2 separate regions of the Mus musculus genome follow, and region 1 is linked to region 2. The links are chromatin contacts, called in public Micro-C maps. All regions are on one chromosome and are shown on one strand. The core of a region is the stretch at or near the end of the contact, and the rest is flanking DNA. Distances in the headings are between cores, read along the strand shown. Region 1 holds the start of B230311B06Rik (RIKEN cDNA B230311B06 gene). Region 2 holds the start of Itpripl2 (inositol 1,4,5-triphosphate receptor interacting protein-like 2).

The links. A called contact is a pair of places that touch in the nucleus more often than the background predicts.
Region 1: a Micro-C map of embryonic stem cells shows a contact between it and region 2, with 2.0 times the contacts expected there. The contact joins the promoter of B230311B06Rik here to the promoter of Itpripl2 in region 2. A contact is called at or near these places in 5 of 39 promoter capture datasets (the 3T3-L1 cell line, the C10 cell line, hippocampal neurons and 2 more), 7 of 484 Hi-C or Micro-C datasets (Sertoli cells, embryonic stem cells, muscle stem cells and 1 more), 2 of 115 datasets of contacts at active chromatin or transcription factors (epiblast stem cells and pancreatic cancer cells) and 1 of 9 other capture datasets (pancreatic islet).

What each region holds. Positions count from the first base shown.
Region 1 is chr7:118,590,090-118,593,676 of GRCm38.p6, forward strand. B230311B06Rik (RIKEN cDNA B230311B06 gene) reads left to right here and starts at 2,196. Exons shown (of 2, transcript NR_169121.1): 1 at 2,196-2,371.
Region 2 is chr7:118,489,498-118,493,229 of GRCm38.p6, forward strand. It overlaps Itpripl2 (inositol 1,4,5-triphosphate receptor interacting protein-like 2), which reads right to left and starts at 2,478. Exons shown (of 1, transcript NM_001033380.3): 1 at 1-2,478. The coding sequence starts at 1,837. The coding sequence ends at 230.

The DNA of each region.
Region 1 (3,587 bases), core at 946-3,445, 100 kb after region 2:
GCTGATCCATTGTGTGGTGGGTTGAAGATGCTTGGCCCAGAGATTGGCACTATTAGGAATTGTGGCCCTGTTGAAATATGTGTGTCACTGTGGTCATGAGCTTTAAGATCCTTATCCTAAGCCGAGCAAGATGGCATAAGCCTTTAATCCCAGCACTTGGGAGGCAGAGGCAGGCGGATTTCTGAGTTCGAGGCCAGCCTCGTCTACAAAGTGAGTTTCAGGACAGCCAGGGCTACACAGAGAAACCCTGTCTCAAAAAAAAAAAAAAAAAATCCTTATCCTAGCTGCCTGGAAACAAGCTTTCTTGTAGCAAGCAGCTGTCAGATGAAGATGTAGCCTCTCAGCTTCTCCTGTACCATGCCTGCCTGGATGCTACCATGCTCCCACCTTCATGATAATGGACTGAACCTCTAAACCTGTAAGATAGCCCCAGTTAAATATTGTCCTTTATAAGAGTTGCCTTGGTCATGGTGTCTGCTCACAGCAGTAAAACCCTAACTAAGACAATCACTACGTGACTGAGCTACTCCCTCCTACCACTACATGCCAGTCTACCATGCCAGTCTACCATGCCAGTCTAGTCTACCATGCCAGTCTAGTCTACCATGCCAGCCTACCATGCCAGCCTACCATGCCAGTCTACCGTGCCAGTCTACCGTGTCAGTCTACCATGCCAGTCTACCGTGGTGGGCTGAAATCCCTTTGAAACCATGAGCCCAAGCAACTCTTTCCTCCTTCATTGTTATACATTTTGACCACAGCAATAAGACAAATAACACACCTGGCCTTTTTCCTGGCAGACCTGCATGCATTCCCTACCCTCCTTGACCCTTGACCCTCTTCTCTAGGCCTCCTTCTCTTGTGGCATTTACCATTCTTTAACAGCTTGCCTTCCTGGTAATTGTGGCATTATTGTGGCTGTCAGCCTACCCCAGTACAACAGAACGTAAGTCCCATGGTAGGAATGGTCTGTGGTCATGGCAGATCACCAAGAAGTTCATTAGGCTTGTGGGAATTAATGGATGGAGGAGGGGAGACTCTTTCTCTCAGAGATTGCTCAATAACTATTACTCATTCATTCATTTTACTGGTATTGGAATTCTGTCGGGACTCCACCCCCCACAGTTAGCTGGCAAAAGCCAGGTAGGCCTGGCCCACTATAAAAGGGGCTGCTTGCCCCCTCCCCTCTCTCTTGTCTCTCTTCTCTTGCCTCTTGCTCTCCCTCTCTCTGCATTCCCTTCCTCCATTTCCCCACGTGGCCATGGCCAGCCTCTACTTCTATACTCTCTCTCTCTCTCTCTCTCTCTCTCTGTGTCTCTCTCTGTCTCTACTACCCTCTTGACTCTCCTCCCCATGCCCTAAATAAACTCTATTCTACACTATACCATCATGTGGCTGGTCCCTCAAGGAGAAGGGATGCCTTGGCATGAGCCTGTCAAGGCGTCCCCTTCCCCATACCTCACCACACCCCCCATAAAACATATTCTTATACCCTTTTTTTCTTAATAATCTTTTTATAACAACTGGCGTGTTTGTTTTGTTTTGTTTTTGAGAAGTGGAAAGGGAAGGAGTCAGAGTCTCATGCATCCCATGTATCCATCCCATCAAATCCACTATGAATGATCTTGAACTTCTAACCTACCTGCCTCTGCTTCCTAAGTGCTGGGGTTGCAGGTGTACACTGCCATTCTGTTTTATGAGTGTGGGGCTCAAACCCCAGGATTCTTTCATGCTGGATAAATTACTAATGAAGCTGTATTCCTGGCTCTTTTTGTTTTGAGACAGATCTCATTATGCAGTTTATCCTTGCCTCAAGCTAGATTCCCCTGCCTCAGCCTCCCAGGCAGTGCTTTGGCAGGAACTCACACCACCAACCCTAATGAAACCTGGTGCCTCCTCGTGTGCTGGGTGAGTGCTCTCTGGTGGGCTTTCTGTGCCTCTGTCACTTTCACAGTGTGTACTTGAGCCTAACGGAGCACTGGACTCTTCCATATAGCAGAATTTGGTAGAGTAAGCTGGCATACTTTTCTCATGGTAAGTGGCCTTTTACTATGGGGTGTCCACCATGATTCCTCAGGACAGACAGAAGGAGTGTCCCTCCTCTCTTCCACACTCTGGCCTCCTCACTTCCCAAGGTCCCCCACAGATGTACTTCCGGTCCATCTGGAAAACATTTCCCTCCTACGGAGGTAATGACTTCCGCCTGTACCCATTCCCATCAGCCCTGCTACACTGTCCTGCTCTGAGTTCTGACTACTCTCTGTCTCTAGGGAGGACTTGGCTGAAATCTCCGAGGCAGGAGATGAATCCTGATGAGAGCCAAAGTTTCTCTGAGGTGGCTCATGGCCTAGACGCTGCTGCCCAGAACGCTGTGAGTGGGGGAAGGGAAAGTTCCCTTTGGCTATTGTTGCAGACAGACAGCAGGACACCAGCACACACACTCAGCAGCTGCCCTCGTGGGTATTTGTTATAAGGCTGTTGAGCTCCAAGGGCTCCTTTTGGGAGGACCATGCTGTTCTGGTATGTCATCATTCCAACTTTCTCATGGTAAGCTGTCATTTCCAGAGAGAGAGAGAGTGAAAAATGAGACAGCCTTGGATCAGCAAATGGTTCTTCACTCACTGGCTGTGCGATCCAAGGCTTGTTACTAAGCCTCTCTGTGCTTCTGCTCTCTCATCTATTTTCTCCCCTTTCCTTCTTTCCTCTTTTAGATAAGAGCTTGCTAGGTAACCCAGGCAGGCTTTAAACTTAAAATATTCCTGCTTCAAGCCACCAGAGTTCAGGGATCATGGGTCTGCATGACCAAACCTGACTCTCTTCCTATATCAGTGGTATCTGTTCCTCTGTTTAAAAAAAGCATTAGCTGGACCTGGATTGTGCAGACAGGGAGAGGTGTGGGTTTGACTCCTAATGTGACCTGGGTATCTGGGAGCTATAACCAAGGAGCAGGCTGGAGGTTGCTGATAGGAAATTACCAGGACAGAATATTAGAGCTGTATTAGTTAAGTTGCTCTGAGCAGATTGGAGGAGGGAGGACTTAGTTTATTCCAGATTTCAGAGGCGTTGGTCCAACTTCTATCATGCTGGCCAAGAAGCAGAGAGAGGGATGGTAGCAAGAAAGAGGTGAGGGCAGAGCATCTCGCGTCCACCCCTGCTTCCTCCCAGGGGTGCCATCTAGATGGGAATTCATCAAAATACAAGGTCAGAACCTGCAGTATCTAACTGTGAGCAATCTGTCACACACACAGCAGGATGGAATGTCTCATTAATCATGAGGTGATTCGAACTCCAATCAGGACGACTGTGGCGACTAGCCACCACAGGGAGTTAAGGAGGTTTCTATCTAGGCTGAGCTGATGAAACTGTCACTGCAGATAGATCAGGTGACAGATACCATCTAGGAAGGAGGCCCACTCAGTGAGGGGCAGCAGGTATTAGGGCTCCTTCTTCCTAAATGACTGTGCAAGGCTCTCTGGCAACACTAGAGTTCACAGGGGAGAATACAGGCAGGCTCTGGAGTTGGTTAGGAGCCTTACAGTTAGGCTACACAAAGAATCTTAGTCATCTCTGTTCAGCTCAGATCTAAG
Region 2 (3,732 bases), core at 1,228-3,727:
GGTCAGAGACATCTGTGTATGAGACCACCCAAGATACTCTAATAGGTCTGCAGAAGATGCCACTGATATCTTAGGCCATAGAGCCTAGGACAGAACATTTGTGCCATCAAATCCTGTGACATCCTTCAAATTTTCCCACACCTTGAACAGCTCTTCTTGAATTTAGCTGCCATCCGCTCTCTCATCTCATGGGAAAGGGGCATTTGGTCAGGTGGAGTGTAATCAGGGTTCATGGTTCATCTTCAGGGGAGCCCTGGATGCGTTGACTCCGGGGTGCTGGACACCTGGCAAGGTAGCGGGGACCACCGTAGACTCGGAGAAGCTGGGGCAACCTTCGCCACGTGGACAGCAACCGCGCTGCTGCAAGCTCCCGGGAGTGCGGGTCGAAAGGCGCCAGGAGGTCAACAGGAGCGGCCTCCCGCAGCACCTTGGGCAGGGGGCCAACCTCGGCAGCCGCCCCAGTCGGACCTAGGACACAATGGAAGAGATCTCGGCGTCTCAGCAGGCAGTCCCTAAGGAACTTCACCAACTTCTCCAAGCACTCACTCAGGTGTGCCTCGTCCCAGCTGGGCGTTGGGCTGCCCTCGTTCAGAAGCACCTCCAGCACCGCCGTTTTGAGCACGTAAGAGGACAGGATACGTCCCCAGTGTGTAGCAGCCATCGGGTCCAGCCCGCGGGCACCCAAGTCTCGAAGAGCCTTAAGCAGCTGCAGGCACTTGAGATAGCAGGCACCTGGAGGCGCCCGTTCCTGAAGCCAGCCCAGCAGTTTCTGCTCCTGACGTGCTGTGTTCACACCCCACAGAGCCTCGGCGCGCAGGCCACCCGGGAGCTCTGACAGGGCCCCGCTAGGCGAGGGTGGTGGTGGTGGTGCCACAAGGAAGACGCCATCACCCAGGTGGACAGCAGGGATGAGGCGCACGGCCATGGAAAGGCGGCAGCAGCCATAGTCCGTGCGGCAAGGAAGGATGTGGAGGGTGGGGGGCTGCTCCAGACTGCCTGGGGTCAGGCTGACCCGACAGCGACCCTCCAAGCTGTAGCGCACAGTGGCCAAGGAGCGCTGTAGGTGCGCCTGGAACCAGCGCAGTACCAGGGTAGCTGAGAGGTGGCGACGGCCCTGCACATCCACACAGAAGCCTTCAGCGAAGGGTTTGCAGTCGCGATGCCACTGGCCCGTCGAGGCCCCCGATGGCGAGGGTGGTGCCTTGAGGGCGCACACGAAGCAGCTGCGGAAGGCTGGGGTCAGCGAGGGTTCGGTCCCCAGGCTCCGCGGCTCCAGCGCCACCTGCGGCGGGAGTCGCAGTGGCACCAACACGTCGAAGCTGTCGGGTCGGCGGATTTTATGCTGTTCATAGGCGCTGCCCACCTGGATGAAGTCTCCCCGGAAGGCCAAAGCCAGTGCTCCCCCGGTGATGAGGCCTGGAGACCCTCGGGCCCGGCCAGCTTGCACTAGTTCCCCCACAATCCGGCTCACATGTGCCTTGCTGTGACCTAGCACATGCGGCGACAGGCGCACTTCGTGCTCATAGTAACTCTCCAGTAAGATGCTCAGGCCTGGCTCTTGCAAGGATCTGGCTGAGAAGTTGGCATGACCACGCGGGCGGGAAGAGCCTGGCAACAGGCGCTGGCGGATGGCGTGGCGACATCGTAGGAGGATGTAGCCGAGGAGAAGAAGGATGGCCACCTTGAGCAACGGGAAACCGCTGTCTGCGCCGTCGGGGGACTCGGCCCGGGCATCCTCGCTGCTGCGTAGGGCATGGTAGAGGCACACCAGCGCCGTGCACAGCCCGGTCACCAAGGGCCAGAAGACCCGCAGGTTGAGCGTGTACCGCACGGACATGCCGGGAGACCGGGCGGCCCAGGGCGCGAGCCCGGGTGGTGTCCCCTGCCCAGCATGCGCGCAGCGTCCCGGAGGCCCCGAGGCCCCCGTGTCCTTGGCCTTGAAGGAGGCTCCCCGCTCGCAGCGCCGGGGCCAGCAGCCCCGCTGCTCTGCCTCCACTCTTAGCTCAAGTTCCCCTTCCAGGCGCCGCCCGCGCAGCTCGCTCCGGCCCCTGACCGCGCCCTGTCCCTGTCCCGCTCAGTCCCAGCCGCGCTGCCCTGGGCTGGCTTCTGCCCCGGACTCCTACCCTACCCTGGGCGGCCCTCCTGGCTCCGCCACAGCTGTGCACAGGGGCGATCGGCCGGGTTACTCGGGTCCCGGGATTTTCTTCTTTCGGAGGGGAAGGCCGCGCCGGGCAGCCGGGAGGAAATGCCGGAGTCTGGAGCCTCGCGGGGAGGGCGGCCCCCTCCCAGCCTCCGCCTGGTTCGACGTCGGGTGGCCAGAGGGACTTCGGGACTTGCGGGAGACTGCACTCCCGAGGGCTACTCCTGGGCCCCCTCCTGGAAGGCAGAACGGGGAAGGCCTGGTTCCGGGGCGGTGGCTGCATCTGATCCCGCACTTACTGGGAAGTTGCTGGAGGAAGGCTTGCAGCCCCACCGCCCGGCCCTCCCTTCGCCCGGCCCCACCCCCAACGAGTCCCGCTGGCGGCGTGGCAGGCTCGGGCGGAAGTGGCCCCTAGCTGTCTGCCGCTGTGCTGTCTTGTAAACCTCTGTAGAGTACCTACTAAGCACTAGACAGGAGCCTAAGGGCTGGGAATGCAGTTGATAGTGTGGAGGTTCTCTTGCCTGTTATTCAAGCTCACAGTCTGGTAAAACGGGACTACGAACAGAGAAGGGTGGTGATGACTGCCTCTGATCCCGAGGCTGGAGTCATGAGTTCAAGACTAGTCTGGGCTACATAGACTGTCTCAAAAACAAAGATTCCCACCAGCAGATGTTCTGAAAGGAAGCTGAATGAAGGAGTACAGGTTGATCTTCCAAAGGATGATCCTCAGAGTCCTGCCCCAAACTGTAGGGTGTCTGACGAGGTAGTGTTGGATCTGAGACCTGGGAGAGCTGGTGCAAAGCGATAATGATAGTTTTTGCAGGACAGGAGACAGGTTTGATGCCCAGCCTCACCACCTGAGTTTGATTCTCAAACCTGCATAGTGGAGGGAGAGAAGTGTTCTGCAAGTTACCTACCCTCTGACCTCCTCGTATATGCAAGCACACACACACACACACACACACACACACACACACACACACACACACACTTACTTTAAAAAGGAAAGAAAAGAAAGAAAGAACTGTGTTTTGGTTTTGGTTTGCCTTATACCTGCATCAGTCACATGGTACATACTTACTCTGTACTTTAATGCTAATCCATACTGATAAGACCTTAGTGCTAATATCTATTGCCAATAAGTAGTATCTTCTCAGATTTTCTGATACTAGAGTCCAGCCAGGTTCCAAAGATCACCCAAAGTCACACAGCCTTTGCAGAGCTGTGCTTCCATCTAGAGGAGTCAGAAGGCAGGGTGGCCAGGGAAGAGGTCCATGTGTCCTTTGGGCATTTTTTTTTTTTCTGAGTCCTTTGTGAGGACTCTTACAAACCTGGAAAGCCTGCGCTTTTTCATAACACGAAAGTCCCAGGAACAATTTGAATGTATTTGAATAGTCGTCTGTATTTGTTCACACTTATTACACCTTGCTGCTGTATAAGGGGAGCAAGGGTAAATGACTTAGAGCATATGGGATCCCAACCATAGAACCAGGATAGAGGGTCATCCCAGCATTAGTCCAGGAGATCCTGACTGAACTAGTCAGGCTAAGCAGAAGTGTGTGTGTGTGTGTGTGTGTTCACTCACATTTATA